3 separate regions of the Mus musculus genome follow, and all the other regions are linked to region 2. Evidence: chromatin contacts called from public HiChIP or PLAC-seq and promoter capture Hi-C data. All regions are on one chromosome and are shown on one strand. The core of a region is the stretch at or near the end of the contact, and the rest is flanking DNA. Distances in the headings are between cores, read along the strand shown. Region 1 holds the start of Itgb2 (integrin beta 2). Region 2 holds the start of Trpm2 (transient receptor potential cation channel, subfamily M, member 2). Region 3 holds the start of Tspear (thrombospondin type laminin G domain and EAR repeats).

The links. Promoter capture Hi-C pulls out the DNA fragments that hold promoters and counts their contacts. HiChIP or PLAC-seq counts read pairs in DNA pulled down with a chosen protein or histone mark.
Region 1: a contact with region 2 is called in an H3K4me3 HiChIP or PLAC-seq map of forebrain, with 5 times the contacts expected there. The contact joins the promoter of Itgb2 here to the promoter of Trpm2 in region 2. A contact is called at or near these places in 8 of 484 Hi-C or Micro-C datasets (the Ba/F3 cell line, cardiomyocytes, cerebral cortex and 5 more), 11 of 115 datasets of contacts at active chromatin or transcription factors (CD8 T cells, astrocytes, bone marrow-derived dendritic cells and 8 more) and 2 of 9 other capture datasets (adipose tissue and liver).
Region 3: a promoter capture Hi-C map of neural stem cells shows a contact between it and region 2. The contact joins the promoter of Tspear here to the promoter of Trpm2 in region 2. A contact is called at or near these places in 2 of 39 promoter capture datasets (hippocampal neurons and neural stem cells) and 1 of 9 other capture datasets (adipose tissue).

Annotation. Positions count from the first base shown.
Region 1 is chr10:77,528,969-77,531,695 of GRCm38.p6, forward strand. It overlaps Itgb2 (integrin beta 2), which reads left to right and starts at 1,402. Exons shown (of 16, transcript NM_008404.5): 1 at 1,402-1,491.
Region 2 is chr10:77,968,569-77,971,268 of GRCm38.p6, forward strand. It overlaps Trpm2 (transient receptor potential cation channel, subfamily M, member 2), which reads right to left and starts at 1,304. Exons shown (of 34, transcript NM_138301.2): 1 at 1,215-1,304; 2 at 589-731.
Region 3 is chr10:77,685,298-77,687,997 of GRCm38.p6, forward strand. It overlaps Tspear (thrombospondin type laminin G domain and EAR repeats), which reads left to right and starts at 1,272. Exons shown (of 12, transcript NM_001287074.1): 1 at 1,272-1,600. The coding sequence starts at 1,516.

The DNA.
Region 1 (2,727 bases), core at 152-2,651, 440 kb before region 2:
TTCTTGACTTTTGTCCCCCGTTCCCCGTCCTTTATGAGCTAGGATCTTACAGTTCTGCCTGGCTGGTCTTGAATTCACAGCGGTCCTCCTTTTTTTTTTTTTTTTTTAAAAAAAAGATGTATTTGTTTTTTTTATGTACATGAGTACACTGTAGCTATCTTCAGACACACCAGAAGAGGTCATCGGATCCAATTACAGATGGTTGTGAGCCACCATGTGGTTGCTGGGATTTGAACTCAGGATCTCTGGAAGAGCAGTCAGTGCTCTTAACCACTGAGCCAGTGGTCCTCCCGCATCAGCATCCTACATTCTGGTATTACAAGTGTGAACTGATACACCTGCTTTCCAACAATGTTCTTTCAACAGTTGGCATCTTTTGCACATTTTTTTTCAACTGTGAGAAGATATAGAAAATATGCATAAAGGTTCAGGGCTATTAACTTCTTGTAACCCTCTCAACCATTATCACCAGGATGTCCTGCATAGCTGATGTCCCCACTCCACAGCTTTATCTTCATGTAACTATGTCTTTAAAAATTCTACCAAGCATACTACACGAAGAAAGAGTAACACATGAACACCCAGGTCTTCAGCCAACACCCCCCCCCCCAACCCTCCGCTGTGGTCACCTCCTGGCCTCTGTCTTGTATCCACACCCACCTCCAACCCCCATCCTGATTACAAGGAAGAAAATCTGCCATGTTTTTCTACCATTTGCGAGCATTTCAGCATGTAACTCTAAAGATGCAGGTAGTGGGATGTAACCATGAAACATTGTTGCGGAAAGAATTAACTGTTTCTCAACAAGGCTGACATCTCAAATCTTATGCTAAAGGTTCCCAACTCCCTTTGGTGTCTCTCTTTCTGCCCTCTCTCCTCTTGCAACTAGTCAGGTGGGGTTTTGTTCACCACTAACTTTGTGATTGAGCTCCTACAGTGTTACTTAACACATCCCTCCATGCCCCACTCTGCCCCATTTCTCTGCCCAGGACCTTCCCCTGCCTCCTTCTTCCCATTCGCCTGCTTCCTCGAGTGGGCTACCACCTCAGCCCATCCACTTGTAGCTGGGTCCTTCTCCCAGACTGAGAACCCACACAATCAGCCTCTGCTTCCGCCTGCTGGTCCATGAATCCCTACCTCTTCTTGACATGTGAGAGAGCCCCTCGATGCTATCAATGGCTGCTGCTTCCAACAGTAGCCCCTCCACTCTTGCCGTAAAAGCTTGTCATCGCCTACAAGCCCCTCCCTCTCTCAGTGTCTCTTCTCTAACGTCCCACGTGTAAAGGGGCTGAGGTGATACCCACATGTGGGCCAATCAGCCAAATGTCACTCAACTTCCTCCTGGGCGCTGACTTAGAACAGGAAGTGTCAGGCGGGGGGGCCTCAGCGGCTGTGTTCTTTAGACACAACCACACAGCCAGCTGGCAAGAAGTAGGCAAAGACATCTCCAGTCAGATTCTCGGAGTGGAGGCTTCCTGGGACTGAGAGGGGGTGAGTGCAGGGCTCCTGTGTTCAGGTAGCTCTTATGGGAAACACCTCAGAAGTGGGCTCTTCCGGTGGAATTTCTCTTTATGACTCCAGCCCGACAGGCACTGGTGGCCTTTCCCCATCTCTCACCTTGCCTATCTGTCAAAAAAATGGTCTTGTACATGTGGCTTCTGGCTATTCAGACTCTCCTGACTGACGTCCAGGGATGGGAGGCCTGGTACCACAGCTGAGCAGAGTTTCAGGAGCGCTGGGAACATCTGTAACTGTGGGTCAGCAGGCAGCCGACTGTGTTGATTCTCTCTCTGTGATAGTCGTGGATGCCCGGGACTGAGGAAGGTCAGCTATGATAAGGGGTAGGGGTGGTGGTGGAGGTGGCTGGGACAGATTGTGGGAGGGAAGGGGTCACATACTGACACCCACCTACTATGAATGGAAGTAGATACTTATGGTCATGAAGGTGAGTGTCAGATTGGAGGTAATGAGCAAGAGAAGGAGCTGCTGAGATGTCCATTGTCCCCATCTGCTTTAAAATGGCGTGTGGGGAGTGTGTATGTGTGTGTGGGGGGGGGGGTGATTCTCAGTCTACCCTGCAAGTCTCTGGAACCTGGGCTCCAAAATGCCCAGCCCAGCTTACAGCATAGCAGATAATAAGGAAGTCCTCTACCCAAGAATCCCACCCACATACCATAGTGGCCAGGCCTGGGGCCAGCAACCACAGGGTCATATCCCAGATAGGGGGAAGGTGTCAGGTGACAGACACCCTTTCTACATCCACCAGTGAGTGAGCAGATGAGAGATTGTTGACTGCTGCCATAAGCAGGAGTAAAATGAGCAAGTCCTGAGGGTTAGTTAGGGCTGGAGAGGCCCAAGTTTCCTATCTCCTCCTTTCTCCAACATTTCTCTGTTGACATATGTGGACACAGTCTTGCCGCAGGCATGCATTAGGCTGGGGTGAATTGTGTTCACTGCGATTGTGGAGGAACCATGCAATCATCCTTTGCAGGAAGTGCTGCAGGGGGCCGGGGGCTATCTTTGATACACAGCTTGGGAGGAAGCCTTCTGCTCTCTATGGAGAAAGGGTGTGAACTGGGGAGGCCACTGAACTCTGGGGAAATGAGAGGGTGGGCTGACTGGCTCTGCAAACTCCAAATGTCTGCAGTCAATAATGACTCAAAATTCCCTTCAAAACTCACTCCCATGAGGAGTGAGCCGTGGAGACTACTGAGGCTCCCGCTAGCT
Region 2 (2,700 bases), core at 54-2,553:
CCTCTGTCCAAAAAGAGTAAAAGGCCATAGATGGAGTCAGGAAGACTGACAATGCCCTCAGTGGGGTTCCCCAGTCACTGACACCTATGGGTGTGTGTGTGTGTGTGTGTGTGTGTGTGTGTGTGTGTGTGTGTGTGTTCAGAGTACTCCAAAGGGCAAAGAATGAATGGACAGACAGATAGAGAGGACTTGGCAGAGCCTACACCCTGGGTACAACATGACATCTGTAAATGTATTCATCTGGGTCATCAGAACTACCTGTAGAAGACAGCAGGCTGGAACAGAGCAAGGCCCCCATGTGGGATGAGCCTCCAGACCTGAGCTCTATACACACACACTGGTAGAGACAGGAAAGGGCTCAGATGTGAGGAGGAGGAGTGGTACACCCTCCGCTACAGCCTCAAGCAACTGAATCCAGCCCCTGCTGAGAGAGCCCGGTTAGGAATGGATAGAAGATAGCCAAATCCGACTGGGCTCTGGGCACATCTTCCAAGTAGCTAGTTACCCTCAAGACTCCTGGACCAGCGTGTTTCTGGCCACCACACCCACCCCGGCACACAAAAGTACCAGCAAACATACGGGACTTACTTTATTGGGAGGGAGGGCTTATGAGCCCTGGCTGGGGGCTGGGGCATGTGGCACCTTCTTTACCTCACTCACTGAAAAATTCTGCATCTCTCAGGCTTCCCAGTAGCTCTCTGCTTGCTCCCAGGCATCCTGGACATACTGGTCTGGAAAGCAGTTCAGATTTTATAAACAGCTAACCACAGGAAAGGGCACAGAAGCTAATGCCCTCAGTCCTCTGTGAGGGTCCAGAGAAGAGCGGGAGCTGAGAGCTATAGCGCGTGGGCACAGGTCACACTGGCTGACATTGAGTCTGTGCCCCTGTACCAGCTCCAGAGCCTGTACCTAGATGCAGCTCAAACCCTGCACTCCCTCAACACCCCCAACTTACACCTCTACTCCAGGGAACACCCTCCCCCCCACCCCCCCCACCCCAGGCTGAACTCTCTGCACCAGAAAGCAGTCGCATTCTAGCTCATGCCTGCACCCAGGTCGAAGACTTAATCTTTACACTTCTGTCACACTCAAAGGACACTGCAACCCGCTCCCCTCCCCGCATGAGCCCCTGCAATCAGCGTTCCCATCCCCCAACTGAACCCCCATTTCCTCTCCAGATACTGGGTCAGCGCCCCTTGACCAGCGCCGGGTACCTGCTCAGAGGCCGCGCACCCCAGCGTCACACGCGCAGCTGCGCAGGACAGCCGCTCTCACCCGCATCTCATCGCTAGGCGCAGCCTGAATGGCCCGCCCCGCACTCTGCGTCACTCAGCCTGATTGCTTGGCAGCCGCAACTAACTAAGAACGTGGAGCCAAGCATGTGCTGGGCCTCCTGAGATGCTCCACTTGCGGGTCAGCCTCTTCGGGACACCTAGAAAGGCACTTGCGGCCCCGGGAATCAGATCCTCCACAAAGTGTAGGAAAAGATTTGTATATGCCTTGTCTTCAAGCCCTGAACCTCGAAGGAGGCAGCCTGGTATAAAGAGCCAGGGCGCCCCTGTTGGACCTGAGCGGACTTAAGTAGCCGCCTCACTCCTGCCTCAGTACCCTCCTGCTAAAAGTCCCTTACAGCTACCCTCACATTAGCTGTGCTCCTCACAGGAGCACCCAAAGCCAAAGACAATTCCCAAGGGGACCTAAAGACTGGGGCAGCCTCAGGGTCCCTCCAAGTGTGTCACACAACAGAGGAGACAGAAAGAACCAGTAGGATGGATCCTAAATTGAGCCTGCAACAGGGCTGGTTTCAAAGATGCCCACCCTATCCCCAGTTACCCTGAATGTGTTGTGCCTGGTTCCTGAGCGTGATGAGGGCTGTATTGACTCCTGGGAAGACGACTGACACTTCCTTCATCCCTGAATCACACTCTTTCCTCTCCGTTCCCAACACCAGTCTGCAATGCCCAACAGAACCCCTGAGCCATTGGCTTCAGTGCCAAGAACATGAAGAGGATTGGTGTATGTATGACCTCTGATGTAAATTGTGGGGGATCTGCCCAGGAAGTCATGCCTGGCCAGCAGCTTCCTTCCTCATTTCCTCCCCAGGACTAGGTCCTCCGTGCAGACCCTGATTCAGCATGTACTGTTGAAGGTCCTTCTACAGCCGCCCTGTGGCTTCCCCTCCCCAAATGAGGCAACCAGCCTGCTGATGCTCACCACGCCTCACATCTTCCCATCCAGCCACCCCAGTCTGGATGGAGCCATGGTAAAGATGCACTATTTGCGCTGGGCGTGGTGGTGCATACCTCTAATCCCAGCACTCGGGAGGCAGAGGCAGGCGGATTTCTGAGTTCGAGGCCAGCCTGGTCTACAGAGTGAGCTCCAGGACAGCCAGGGCTATACAGAGAAACCCTGTCTCCAAAAACCAAAAACCAAAAAAAAAAAAAAACACTGTTTGCAGGGACAGCACTTGTATGAAATGTTGTTAGGAATAATGCCATAGGTGGAGGTGGAGGTGGAGGTGGAGGTGGAGGTGGAGGTGGAGGTGGAGGTGGAGGTGGAGGTGGAGGTGGAGGTGGAGGTGGAGGTGGAGGTGGAGGGGGCTGTTTCTCCTCCAAAACAGTGAATGGCGAGGCAGGTCACAGGCCAGATAACGTGCATGTGGTCACCGGTGCAGTGACTCTGCTCTATTAAGTTGCATGC
Region 3 (2,700 bases), core at 22-2,521, 280 kb before region 2:
TATAACAAGTGCCTCTCCAAGGATTTCTTTATAGCTATCTTAGTCACCACAAGCCCACAAGCCTCCTCACCGGGACATAAATGGCAGATCAGGGTTTCCAGGGAGAAGGGAAGGCTTGAATACATGTCCCCTACACAGAGACAGACCCTCCAGCACTCTGCAGATCATCCATCCCTTCTTCCTCTTCCATCTCTGTACTACCCTCCCACCTCTCTCTTTTCTCCTCCCATCCCCCACCCCATCTCATCTCTCCAGGTCTATCTTGTCTGCTCCCTCTCTTATGGTCTCTTGTCTCTCTGTCTCTCTCTAATCACAGGGCCTTGAGCTCACAAACACCCACTGAGTCAAACATTGCCAGGCCCCTGAGCTGGGCCTTTCCCCCTAACTCTTTCTCTCTTCTCCATCCATCTTCATCATCCTCTCTCTCTGTTTTTCAGTACCCACCCTCTTGCCACCCCCACCCTCCCCATACATACAAAACCGTCTGCCATTTGCAAACAAACACCCACAGTGTCAGGCTCTGCCTGAGTTCTGAGTTGGGACATTCGGGGTGGGGGGACTGTGTGTCTCAGGGGCTTGTGAAAGGGGGTCCTGTTGAGTCGGAAGCATCTCTCAGGGAATTGAGCACACACGGGCAATGCACTCTCTGCACAGCCACTCTTAAACCCTTTCCTCTGGAACAGCTTTAAGGATGGCTCCCCCCACAGGGGAATTCCTGAAGCCAACAGTTGACAAACCCACACACCCTCCGAGGGCTGGGCACCAGATAAAAAGCCCTCCTCAAAGCCGGCCCTCCTGGGGACGGTGTGGGACCCGGCAGGGCAGGAGACCTTCCTCTGTCACCACCTCCTCTAAGACTGATCCTTATCTCAGCACAGAACAGAGGATCTGACCTTCTGCTGGACCTAAGGCTGACCCCCTGCTGCGTGTTGGGACCTCGGGGGACACTCGCCCCAGCTGAGAGGAAAGAGCCCTGTTTGGGAATCCCCAAGAGAGCAGGAGGTGGACCGACAGAGCACCTGTCCCTATCGGTAGCTGCAGGTCTGCCAAGGTCACCTGCTCGAGTCCTGCACAGCAGCACGCGGCCGCCCGTCATCTGCACCCAGGAAAAACTGGTTTTCTAAGTTTTTCTGGTTTGTTCTCAGTGCTCCGCTGAAGGATCTATTTCTGTCTCTCCTTCAGGAGGGTGAGCTTTGCCAATGACTAATCCCAGTCCTGAAGATTGATACCCGTTGTCACCTGCGCTCGGGACCCAAGCCCAGCAGGGAAGCAGAGAGATAAGCCCTTGCCTGCAGCTGACGCTTCAGTCTGCCAGGGCCACCCGCCTTTTGCTACTGCAGAACAGCTAGGGGCTGTCATTACTGCCAGGACTACCTCTGTCCTCTTGCAGATACAAACATGGGCTCATCACAGTGACCACCTGGGGTCCAGACTGCCCCTCACAGGGAATTAAGAGTGGCTGCCTCTCTGCAGGCGTGTGGAACCCCTGGATGGATCTTGGGACTCGAGCCCCTCATGTCTGCGCTGCTGATGTTGTGTGCGGTGCTCTTGCTTCTGGGTACCCCAAGCCGTGGTGCCCGGCCCTGGGAGCCCTGCACAGGTAAGGTGACCACATGGGGACATGGGTAGGGCATCTTTTGTGAAGTTGGAGAAAAATGGGGTTTGACATGCCACCTCCTGACACCAGGTCACTTGAGTGTGGTAAGATGCTGTCCTCCTAGAAACCTGGACAGTTATGGGGGACAGGGGAGATACAATAGAAGGGGCAGCACAGGCAGTCACAATAAAAGGTTTCTCTAAGCTCCTAGAGGTGGGAGGGGTTTCAAGTTTCAAAGCGCTAACAGCAGCCATCGAGGCTTCGCAAGTACTTACCTGCTTGACTGCCGGGGAAGGCCAGGCACCTGCTTCAGGAATGAAGTCCCCGGCCCTCGGGCTCCTGGCATCGGATGAGCTATCCAACCTGCATTTAGCAAAGCTCTGGGCCGCCACGGGCCTGGCTCTGTCCCCAGTTGAAGGAGAAAACACAGGCCCAGCCCCAAACACACCCACAACCCACACCTGGGTTTAGCCTGGAGCTCCTCGAGGTGGGCCAACTACAGGCCTCCTTCTCTTCTTAGGCCACTGGGAACACCAGTGACATCCTGCTCTAGGGTTCCCAGCAAGAGATTCTAACGATCAAGTCACAATTAATGGGATAAAGACACAAGGCAGTTGGATCTGATAGCTGGACCTGCAAGTTGGTAGTGGGAATCCCAGGGACAAGAGGTACTGGTGTGACAGGTGGTTGTGTTCTCGGGTGCACACCTTCTGTTGGGTTGCCAGGAGGAGTGAGGCTCCTTCCCGTACTGGGCTGTTGCTCTCTGTGACATGGCAAGGGGTGACCCTGCGACCCAGGTTTGGAACACTGACCTATGTGAACGCTGCTGCATGCGGTTTATAACCTAACTACCTAGAAGTGACTGGTTGTAAGTTTCAGCAACCGGTACACTGAGGGCTGTGGGTGAGAAGACCCTGGGGCCCGATACAGTGCCACCTGTGGGGATCTGAGGCAGAAGAGAAGCCCCTGCCCCTGCCCCTCCTCCAGGTGTGTTCTCCAGCCACACCTGCAGTGACAGCTTTGAAGGTGGAGCTTCTAAGTCTGTTGTCACCACACAAATCCCTTGGCTGCAAGTGATGGCATCTGTGTGCTCCCCCATCCCA